Regions from separate parts of the Mus musculus genome. Here all the other regions are linked to region 1. A link is a contact called in public Hi-C and promoter capture Hi-C data. All regions are on one chromosome and are shown on one strand. Each heading gives the region's core, a stretch centred on a gene start, on an enhancer-like site or on the middle of the called end of the contact. The rest is flanking DNA. Distances are from core to core; before and after follow the strand shown.

Region 1 (3,354 bases), core at 125-2,624:
CTGATGCTGCTGCTACCTCCGGGCAAAACTGATTGTCCGGTGTGCCTGCCTCTTGCACTACTTTATCCAGATTCAGAAACCTACCTGTTAAGAGGTCACCCTGGCCATACTGGGGCCAGGGGCCTCTCCTCCAGCTTTGGTGGTTAGGAGGTGACTAGACTTTCTGGCTTCTGTATTTGGAACTGTCCAGATATGCAAAAAGAAGGCAAGTGGTGGCAAAAGGCCACCATTGAGCTTCCTCCTGATTCTGCATGTCCCCATATATACATCACCCCTGCTTTCACATGCATACATTCTTAGGGTGAAGGATTTCTGTTTCCGAGTTCACGGGCATTTTTCGGTCCTTCGGAGTTCTTTCTCCCTTCCTCTAGACAGAATATGGGTGTCTGCTTCCTTACTGCCACCAACCCTCAACAAGCCCAAATCTTGTCCCATCTTTCAAGTGTTAACACAGATGTCTCCTTTATTGTGGTCATCAGCCCCACCCCTGGGACTAACTTGTTCTTTCCTGAGTCCACCTGCCCCTTCCCTATCTCTTCTACAATGACATCAACCGGCATATTTTTTACAATGACTATGCATTATGCCTCTAAAGGTCTGGCCTTTCTTCCTCTCCTGGACCCAGGATATGGCTCCTCAAGGGACACCATTCTCATCCTGTAGCCTTAATGCTTAGAGCCTAGGAGAGCCTTAGTATATATTTGCTAACCCAAACATTCGTTTCTCAGTGCTTTCTCAACGTATTGTGAGTCCTTTCCAATAGACAGGAGACAACTCCATTTTAAAAGTGGGCATAGCCCATGGAAATGTACGCTGCAAATGGAGAATGTATAGGTGTAGTCTCCCTCTCCCTCCCCCTCCCCCTCCCCCTCCCCCTCCCCCTCCCCCTCCCATTCTCTCTCTCCCTCTCTCTCTCTCTCTGCTCATTTTCTGTTAAAAAGGCCACATACGTTTTAACAGAAAAAAGATTTTTGCCTAAAGGGTTTCTCCCCTATGGATCCTAATTTGGTTGGGGCCTCTTGGTTCGTTGAACCAGATGCACCAGCCAGGGCACAACAAAAACAAACAAACAAACAAACAAACAAACACCACACAGGTCTAAGCCCCAGGAGAAGTTATGCCAAGTCCTTGTAGCCTTTCTGTCCCTGACACCCAGTACAGGTGCAAGGAAACATCGAGTCCCAGCCTGCTTGGTGGCTCAAGTAGAGCTTGAGTCGCAGCCCCCGCCACATGGTCCGCCCTCTGGGGTGGACTTCGCTGCTAGGCTCTGACCTCCCAGCCCCGGGAGACGGCACGTGACCGAGAAACTTTGGCGGGCGGTGTTGGCGCGGGCGGCGGCGCGGCGATCGAGCTCCCCCGCGCGGCGAGCTCTGCTGCGGGGAGGCGCTCGCCGGTGCCGCGCAGCCTGTGCGTGCGGGAACGGCCCCCGCAGCCCAATCGGACTCTAGAGCCAGCGGCAGCGCGCCTCTCGCAGGCGGCGGCGTCCAGCGCCCGGGGCCGGGCTGCGCGGCCAGCCCCGAGGGCTGCGGCGCCAGGGACGCGCGGGGCCCGCGCTCCGCCGCCGCCGCCGCCTGCTGCTGCGAGGTCATCCGGATCTTATCGTGCCAGCTGATGCCCGCTTTTCCCACTCTGGATCTGGATGGGAAGTTGGGGAAGATGGATAGGGTCGTGTTGGGGTGGACCGCTGTCTTCTGGTTAACAGGTAAGAGTCGTTTGCCACAGCTACGGATAACTTTAAATGTATTCCTACAGTGGTGGTGTTCCACTCCACCTTCGTTTTCCTCCTTTTTGACAGTGTTAAAGCTGCTTAGCCTGTGGTGTGTGTGTGTGTGTGTGTGTGTGTGTATGATGGGGGAGGCAAGGGAGAATGCCGGATTGCGAAGGAGCTGGATGGAGATGCAGGTGTTTGACTCACTAGCGCTATGAGGCTGTTCTTAGGAGGTATATTTCCCCTCCAGACAATGATTCTTCCTCCTTCTTTCTCTGAGTTTGTTAGGCTCCGAGTCCTGGGCAAAGCCTGGGGAAAGGGGTTGATTCATTAACAGCTCTGGTTTTCTGGAGGCAGGGTTTGGGAGGTGGGTAGGGGAGTGTCTCCCTAGCTACTTCCACAGAAGAGGAGGGAGACCCAGGAACATTCGCTGGGGCTCTCTGGCTGTAGGGGGAAAGGTTTAGGAAGATGAAGAACAGCTTGATTGGCCTGGAATTTAAGGCCCTATCAGTCTTACTGGAGCCATTTGGAGAAGATAAAAGACAACCCTGTAATAGATCGACGCCCCCCCCCCCAACAACGTTAATTTGTATGGAGGTTCAGAGGTAACTTTGGCGGTGCTTGTAGCGCACCTCTTCTCCTTTTGTGAACTTTCTTCCCATCGTCTGGTGCTAGGAGAAGCCCTGTGTGTAACACTGTACAATTCAGCAATTCTGGGTTAAGGAACAAGTGGCGCTGGGGTGGCCACCTCAGATTCAGAGTAGCCCGCTGAAGGCAAAATGGGGCAGGGGGAGGAGGCTTTGGATGGCTGGGGGTGGGCCAGAGGCAACCAAAGAGACAGTGGAGAAGACAGAATAAGGTGTCGAAGGGTCATGATGATAGGATCGGGTCAGTCGCAGGCAGAAGAGAGCAAATGGCTGCAAGAAGAAAAAAGTTTGTTTCCTCTGGGGCATCCACCAGCTCCAGGAGGGTGCGGTAGGGTGGGGTGAGATCAAGAGACTAGGAAAATGGGATCCAGCTTAAAATAGCCAAAGCAAATCTGAAACGAGAGAAAAGACATGCAAGAAGGAAGAAAGACAAATACCCCCTCTTCTTTTACTCTCAGAATGAAATTATCAATTGCCTGAGTTCTTTCCCCATGGCAAATGATAGGCCCTAACACTGCTCTTGCCCCCAGCTGGGATGAGGTGGGGGTGGGGGTGGGGTGGCATCCTCAGTAGAGTTAGCCTCTTATCTTGGCTGCTCTGAGTTCATCCCTCCCACATTATTCAAATATGAATCATCTAATTCCAGGGTTTGGCTGATCCTTGCTTCTCCCTCCTCTGGCCTCCCAATGCTTTCCACTGCCACCCTCACAGATCCTGACTCCCGAGTGGCCTCTACTGCTCACTTGCCATCTTCAAGGGGCCTGGGACTTGAGGCCTGTGTCATGGCTTCTCTGAAGTCAGGCAGGCATCTTAGGAGGTCCATGAGTCAGAGATGCTTTTCTTGACGTCCCTCTCCCAATACTGGGTTTGCCCAAGAGGAGTACTCTGGGGACTCACAGAGAGTGGGAGAGGAGCAGCATATGGGCTCTAGATGGCTAACAGTTTCTTATGAAATGTAAACCTATTAGTGGAGGGACCACAGGAAATCTAGTTCGGCCC
Region 2 (3,195 bases), core at 326-2,825, 160 kb after region 1:
ATTATTTGTCTTCTGAAGCCACCAGGCTGTTTTCTCAGGAATGTAAACACAGGAGACTGGGCTATTCTTACTTCCATGTCTGCTCCGGGAGGAAGACCCCCAAAGCAAGCCTGGCTCTCAGGCTGGACTGCTCACACTTTACTTACCCATGCGCCTTCTGAGCAGATTTGTACTTTCTGCATATCTATGGGGCCATCCTCCAACTCTTGGATCTCAACCTCTTCCTCCTTTTGCTCTTCTTTCAGGGTCAAATTCAGAGGGTAGGCCCGGGACTCCATTTCTGCATTCAAGAGTTAGCAGACAATCAGGTGTCAGTGGGAACTAGTCTGTGAGAGGGCGGCTCAGGCACACACACACACACACACACAAACCTGTTTAGGTCAAAGCACTGTCTGCTTCCAGCTGGAAGGAAGGGGTTCAGAAAGGTGGCTGGCTTATTTAATTATTACAGAGGCTGAGGGCAGATAATTTATCTGGCTAACTTCAAATATTTAAAGAGCCCCCTGTGGCACGGAGACCAGAGTAGTTTTCACAGAGCCTCTGTGCAGAAGGGCAGAACTTAGAACAGTGGGTAAATATCCCGGGAAGAGGTTTCAAACAGCTCAGTGATGGGCAGAAGTTCCCACTGCCAGGACTGTTTGAGCACGGAATCAGGACCAGAGGAGGGCGGTGCTGATTTGCTACCACATCAAAGTATCTCAGCCTAGATAGGAAATTTAAATAGTTAGCCCAAAATAGTTATCACCTGGGTTTTCCAGATTCATAGGCGCTGTCCACAAGCTACTTCAGAAACTTAACAGTTTTTCTGCCTCAAAGGACCTCCCAAAGCCAAGTCCATGATGCAGAGAGGGGCGTGCCTGGGTGGCAGAGGCCAACCCAAACCTGGCTGGACTTCTCCTCGCCTCTGGGTCGCAAATCCTCTCTATTCGAAGCCTCCTCAGGCTGGTACAAAGAGGTTCCCCAGAAGAGACTGCGGGCAGCTGCTGGGTATGCAGAGAGTGTGCATCTGTGAGCTCCATTTCCCGGGACTTCCCAAGCAAGGATCTTCCCGGAGTTCAGAGTCAGCTTCTTCAATGTTTCTGGGGTGGGTGGAGGCATGGGGAGGTAGGAACACTCGTGAGGTCACAGGAGTCCCGGGACCTGAACTTGGCCGCGGCCTGTGCCCAGCTGCGGGGCGGGTGGTGGGAGGGGCCGGCACGAAGGTGCTCGCCGCCGCCCTTGCCCGCTCCAGCCATCTTGTCCAACCCTCTCCCGCCACCCCCGCCCACCACTAAGGTCCTCGGTCCACCTGCGGGGCGGCGACAGCCCACGCCGCCTACCTCCCCGGCCGGCCCGCAACAAAGGCGGCGGCGGAGGCGACACTGCCACCGGCGGCCCCCGCCCCACCGTGGCCCAGCCTCCTCCGCCGGCCTCGAGGACGAGCCGCCCGGATCCCGCAGCCCGCGCGCACTCACCCCGGCCGAGCGGGCGGCGTCGCCGCAAAGGGCGACGAAGGCTGTGGCCCGGCATTCACCGCGCCATCGTCTCCACCGCTCCCGCCGCCCCAGCGCGGCCCCTCGGGAGGGAGCGAGGACACGTGGTGGGAGGGGAGGGGTGGGCGGAGCCCAGGGTGTTAGGGGCGGGCTAGGGGCGGTGACGTCAGCAGGTCTCGGCGGCGCTTCCGGCGACCTCGGTGCTTCGAGCCGCGTTAGCCCGGTGGCTGGCTCACTTGCGGCCGCCGAGGTGGGCATTTGCTCGGAGGAACACCGCAGCCTTTCCGCTCAGGCATCCAGAAATGCTCTGTGCGCGGAGGGGTGACCGGGCTCATCGTTCTTGTTCTGTCCAGAACGCTGATCCAAGCATACCAAGAAGCGAACTTGAAGATTTTTGTAGTATTGCCCTTTAACTCCCAAGCATGTAGTTTCCTGGGCGTAGTAGGTGTGAAGAAGTTTTTTCGAGTTGTTTGCCCACAGCTCTGTGGAGAATATAGCAACCATGTTCCAGGAGACCTCGAAAATCTTCTTATTTCAGAAAAAGATTCTACAGTCGGAGATCTGTTTGGACCTTGTTTAAACAAACACCACACACACACACACACACACACACACACACACACACACACACACACACACTTCATACTTATTGAAAATACTAAAAGATTGAGTTCAACTTGGGGGTTGGTGATTTATAGCCAAGGAGAGGAAGGGGTGTGGATGTCAAGAGTGTGGATAATTACTAAGAGGAATTATCAAAGATTGAGGGATTCTTGCTAAACCCACTAAACTGGATTCTGGTTGAAAGCAGACCAGGGTGATCAGATAACAAATGTGCTAAACTGACTTAGGATTCTTGCTTAAATAAGGCTGGGCAAGCAGAGGTGGGGGTGGGGAGCACGGCAGCAGAGGCAGCTCAGGAGAGGGTTCAAGAGCCTGTGGTTAAGAAAAGAATCGTTTTTAAAAATCAAAATATTATTTTAAGTAATATGTGCATGGGTATGTGCTTATGCCTGAAGGCTAGAGTCATGGGATACCACTGTGTTGGAGTTACAGGTAGCTGTGAGCTGCCTGATCGGGGTGCTGGAAACTAAGCTCTGATCCTCTTCAAGAGCAGTGCACTTAACACCCGAGCTGCCTTTACAGCCCCCAGGAGAAGCTGTTGTTAAACATTTTACTTTAAACTTATTGCTTCTGTTCACTAATGTGTGTGTAAGCACAAATGCCAAGGCATAGATGAGCTGTGCTTTTTAATACATATAGTACGACACAGAAGACTCACTCTTGAAATGTTGTTATGGCTGACAAGAGCAAAGAGCAATGATGGCTTAATCACTGCACAGAGATTATTGATATATTGAAAGAGAAGGTTAGGATTCCTTTGTTGTTTTAATGGATAGCTCTTTTGATGTATATATTTATTTATTTTTTTAAGAATCAGGAATGGTGGCTTAAATTAATTGATATTCTCATTTTTAACTTTGCTGAGGGAAATGGCAGTTTCCATTGCAAAAGTGAGAAGGTTGTCAGGAAGAGAGCAGAGGGTGCTGGGCCATTGTTGACACCTTCTCTCAAAGGTGAACATGTGTTCCGAAGTAAGAAAAAAAGCAATGCTAAGTTTTAGTCTTTGAGAGTCATACACACACACACACACACACACACACACACACGTATGTATATAAGAGGCTAGTCAGTGACCCATTTTGATCTTTAATTTTTTTTT
Region 3 (3,169 bases), core at 598-3,097, 240 kb before region 1:
ATTTCTCTTCTTATCTCTCTAACCACATCTTGATTTTCCTCACTAGATCCTCCTCTTCTTCCCATCTAATATAGGTACTCTCCAAGGACATGCCTTTATCTCTCTGTATGTTGCAAGCCTGTTTGATGTCATTATCCATCCCCACAATTTCAACTGTTATCTTCCTGAAGCTGGGTCCTTTCTTATTGTCAAAGATGTTACATGCATCTCTTTCACTAGAGTAAGACTGAAGAGCCAGAGCATTACCTATGCTAAACATTTTTAAAACATATTTTCTTGCACAATTCCATCTATATTATAGTAACTGTCCAATACATGTACAAAGTCTTTATTCATATGCAGCACTGGAAACCTATATTTGGCATTGCTCTAGACAGAACATTTTTTGAGGAGTTTTGGAATATCCTGATAATAGTGCACATTTAATTCAACCTTTTGTTGTTGTTGTTGTTGTTTTTTGAGACAGGGTTTCTCTGTATAGGCCTGGCTGTCCTGGAACTCACTCTGTAGACCAGGTTGGCCTCGAACTCAGAAATCCGCCTGCCTCTGCCTCCCAAGTGGTGGAAATAAAGACTTGCGCCACCACTACCCAGCTTAATTCAACCTTTTAATCTTCTAAGTCAACATAGTTGTCTGAATTTTATGTGCTCTAAATATACATTTTCCACATATCAGTATTTTTAAAATCAAGATGAATCTCAGAAGGGGCTTAATTTTAAAATGTATTTTGATAGTTGGCAACATTTTAATGGTATCTGACAATCTATGACATTTAAAATTCTATGAAATATCACATTTTGTATTGAGAGTCAAAATTTAGAGATGCGGTTTTAAGGGATGTTTTGTTTGGTTTGTTTCTTGGTTTTTGTCAGGGTTTCTTTATGTAGCTCTGATTGTCCTGGAACTCATTATGTAGACCAGGCTGGCCTGGAACACGTAAGATCTACCTGCTTCTGCCTCCCAAGTACTGGGGCCATTTTTAATATTTTATCTGCTAAGAAATGCTTATTAATTCTGTGTTTTTTAAAGCAGGAAGAGATTTTTAAAGGCTTTTCAATATTAGGGTTAAGATGAAAGCAAAAGATTTCCATTTCCACAGTAAGTTCACGCCTATCAACATTTCCTGTGCTCCAATTACATAGCAATACTAAATGAAAATATAAAAGTGGAGGCAGGCTGAAAACAGTAATCTCCATGAATAAGGAGGAAGGCACAAAAGCAAGCCCTGAAAGATCAGCATACAGCTTAGTCAGCATAAATCAACACCCGCTATGAAAGAAATAGAAGTAAGTTTATTCTTAAGCCAAATATTAGTGATCATGGCCCAAATACATGGGTTCAGATTGCCTTAAAAACCATGTTCCAAAGTAGAAACAGTTCTGTGAAATTTTCACAGTTACAAGAACAAAGGAAAGTCATGAGGAATTTTCAAATATATTGATGGAAATATCAGGTAGGCAGGTTACAGAGAAGTGGGGAAATCTACATGTCTTAGATAATAGATCTGGTGACATTCTTATCTGAGGTTAGTGGATTCCAGTGGTCTAGTCATGATTCCAGAAGGTTTCCTGTATTAGTCACAGGGTGTTAGTTCATACAGAGCATGACAGTGGACTCTTTTTTTTTTTTTTTAAATTTTTCGAGACAGAGTTTCTCTGTATAGCCCTGGCTATCGTGGAACTCACTTTGTAGACCAGGCTGGCCTCAAACTCAGAAATCTGCCTGCCTCTGCCTCCCGAGTGCTGGGATCAAAGGCGTGCGCCACCATGCCTGGCTAAAAGAGGCTGTAATAGCCCAAGATAGTTTGGCTCTGAGTCTGCAACATTCTAATCTCTGTACTCACAAAGTTCTAATCAGTCAATCCACCTTCTAGAACCTTTATTACAAATGAGGTTTTATTCCTGAGAACTGTTAGTCTAGATCCCACCAACAGGTGATGTCACCAGGAAGAGAAAGTGTATCTGTAGACCTTAGGCTTGAAACACACAGCAAACACTTTTAGAAAATGTAGGTAATGTGTTTATTTTAGTGGATCTACCTTATATAAATTTAAAAACCTGAGCTACAGTGTCTTATGATATACAGATTTTTATGTGTGTGTGAAAGGTCTTGCTGGGTAGCCCCTGCTGGCCTTGAACTCACAGAGATCGGCCTATGTCTGTTTCCTACATACTGGGATGAAAGGAATGTACCACAATTCTTCTTTAGGAAGCCATGTCTTATTAGTTTGTTGTATATCTTCCAGTATCTCTTCTTGCAACCTTCGTTTTGCAAAATAAGAATCCATCTTTTCTTATTTTTCTCAATTTCATAGGTGAAAACATTGAATACCATGTATACTGCTCTCTACATCGCTTTCTACACCTAAATGTATGGGTGGTTGCTCCCTCTCAGGCCTTTGGTCATTCTTTTTTATGTCTCTGCATACTTTACTACATGCATGAACCACGGTTTACTCAACCAGTCCCGTCTTGGTTAGATGTGGGTATTTATACCCTGTCACAATCTCAAAATGAGCAAGCAACTCATACCTGAACTATTTTTGCACTGCCACATCTCTTTGTAAATCAAGTAAAATTGTTGGGTAACTGCTACCTGTGTCTATAACTTTGTAAGAAGTTGAGAATTTAATCAAGTAGAAAGAAAAATACATAACCTTGCTACCAATGAAACCACTTCCTGTCTTGTTTTAATATTACAGCAATCTCTAACCAGCAGTCTACTATTTAGTTACAGGTTGAGAGGTGGGAGGAGTATAAATAACTAGTAAGTAGCAGATAAGTAATGTCAAGAAAGGTTAAAACAAATGCGTGTAGTTTAATTAAGACTATGTATTTCAGTAACTGTACATGTATTACTATATTAAATATATATCATTAGATGTATAAAATTTAAGTCATTTAAATTTAATGACTTGACTTTATTTTCTTTCTTATTAGTATTATGTATAAACTTAATACATGTGTGTGTGCATATGTGCAGGTAACAGAACAACTCTATGAAGTTGGTTCTCTCCTTCCACCTTTCTGTGTAGCCCAGAAATGGAACTCAGGTCATTTGGCTCATCCAGCATGCACCTTTACCTGCTGAACCCATCTTGCTGTCCCAGCTTTACCTACTCATTAAAATTGTTTCTATACTTTAAATGTACAGTAGGCAAGGCCCATGG

What was found. A called contact is a pair of places that touch in the nucleus more often than the background predicts. Capture Hi-C pulls out chosen DNA fragments and counts their contacts.
Region 2: a promoter capture Hi-C map of adipose tissue shows a contact between it and region 1. The contact joins the promoter of Pogk here to the promoter of Ildr2 in region 1. A contact is called at or near these places in 11 of 39 promoter capture datasets (the 3T3-L1 cell line, 3T3-L1-derived adipocytes, embryonic stem cells and 5 more) and 3 of 9 other capture datasets (adipose tissue, liver and pancreatic islet).
Region 3: a contact with region 1 is called in a Hi-C map of pancreatic cancer cells, with 4 times the contacts expected there. The contact joins the enhancer-like site here to the promoter of Ildr2 in region 1. A contact is called at or near these places in 2 of 484 Hi-C or Micro-C datasets (the HL-1 cell line and pancreatic cancer cells), 1 of 115 datasets of contacts at active chromatin or transcription factors (bone marrow-derived macrophages) and 1 of 9 other capture datasets (adipose tissue).

What each region holds. Positions count from the first base shown.
Region 1 is chr1:166,252,765-166,256,118 of GRCm38.p6, forward strand. It overlaps Ildr2 (immunoglobulin-like domain containing receptor 2), which reads left to right and starts at 1,375. Exons shown (of 10, transcript NM_001164528.1): 1 at 1,375-1,702. The coding sequence starts at 1,612.
Region 2 is chr1:166,408,253-166,411,447 of GRCm38.p6, forward strand. Pogk (pogo transposable element with KRAB domain) reads right to left here and starts at 1,576. Exons shown (of 6, transcript NM_175170.4): 1 at 1,455-1,576; 2 at 746-1,079; 3 at 147-280. The coding sequence starts at 764.
Region 3 is chr1:166,007,609-166,010,777 of GRCm38.p6, forward strand. No RefSeq gene overlaps it. Among named protein-coding and RNA genes, the nearest start is that of Pou2f1, 6.6 kb to the left of the region's middle. Within about 2 kb of position 1,848, at least 14 of the 459 cell types and tissues checked have an H3K27ac peak or open chromatin away from gene starts, as enhancers often do. A contact at or near this core is called in the HL-1 cell line and pancreatic cancer cells, where this site is marked.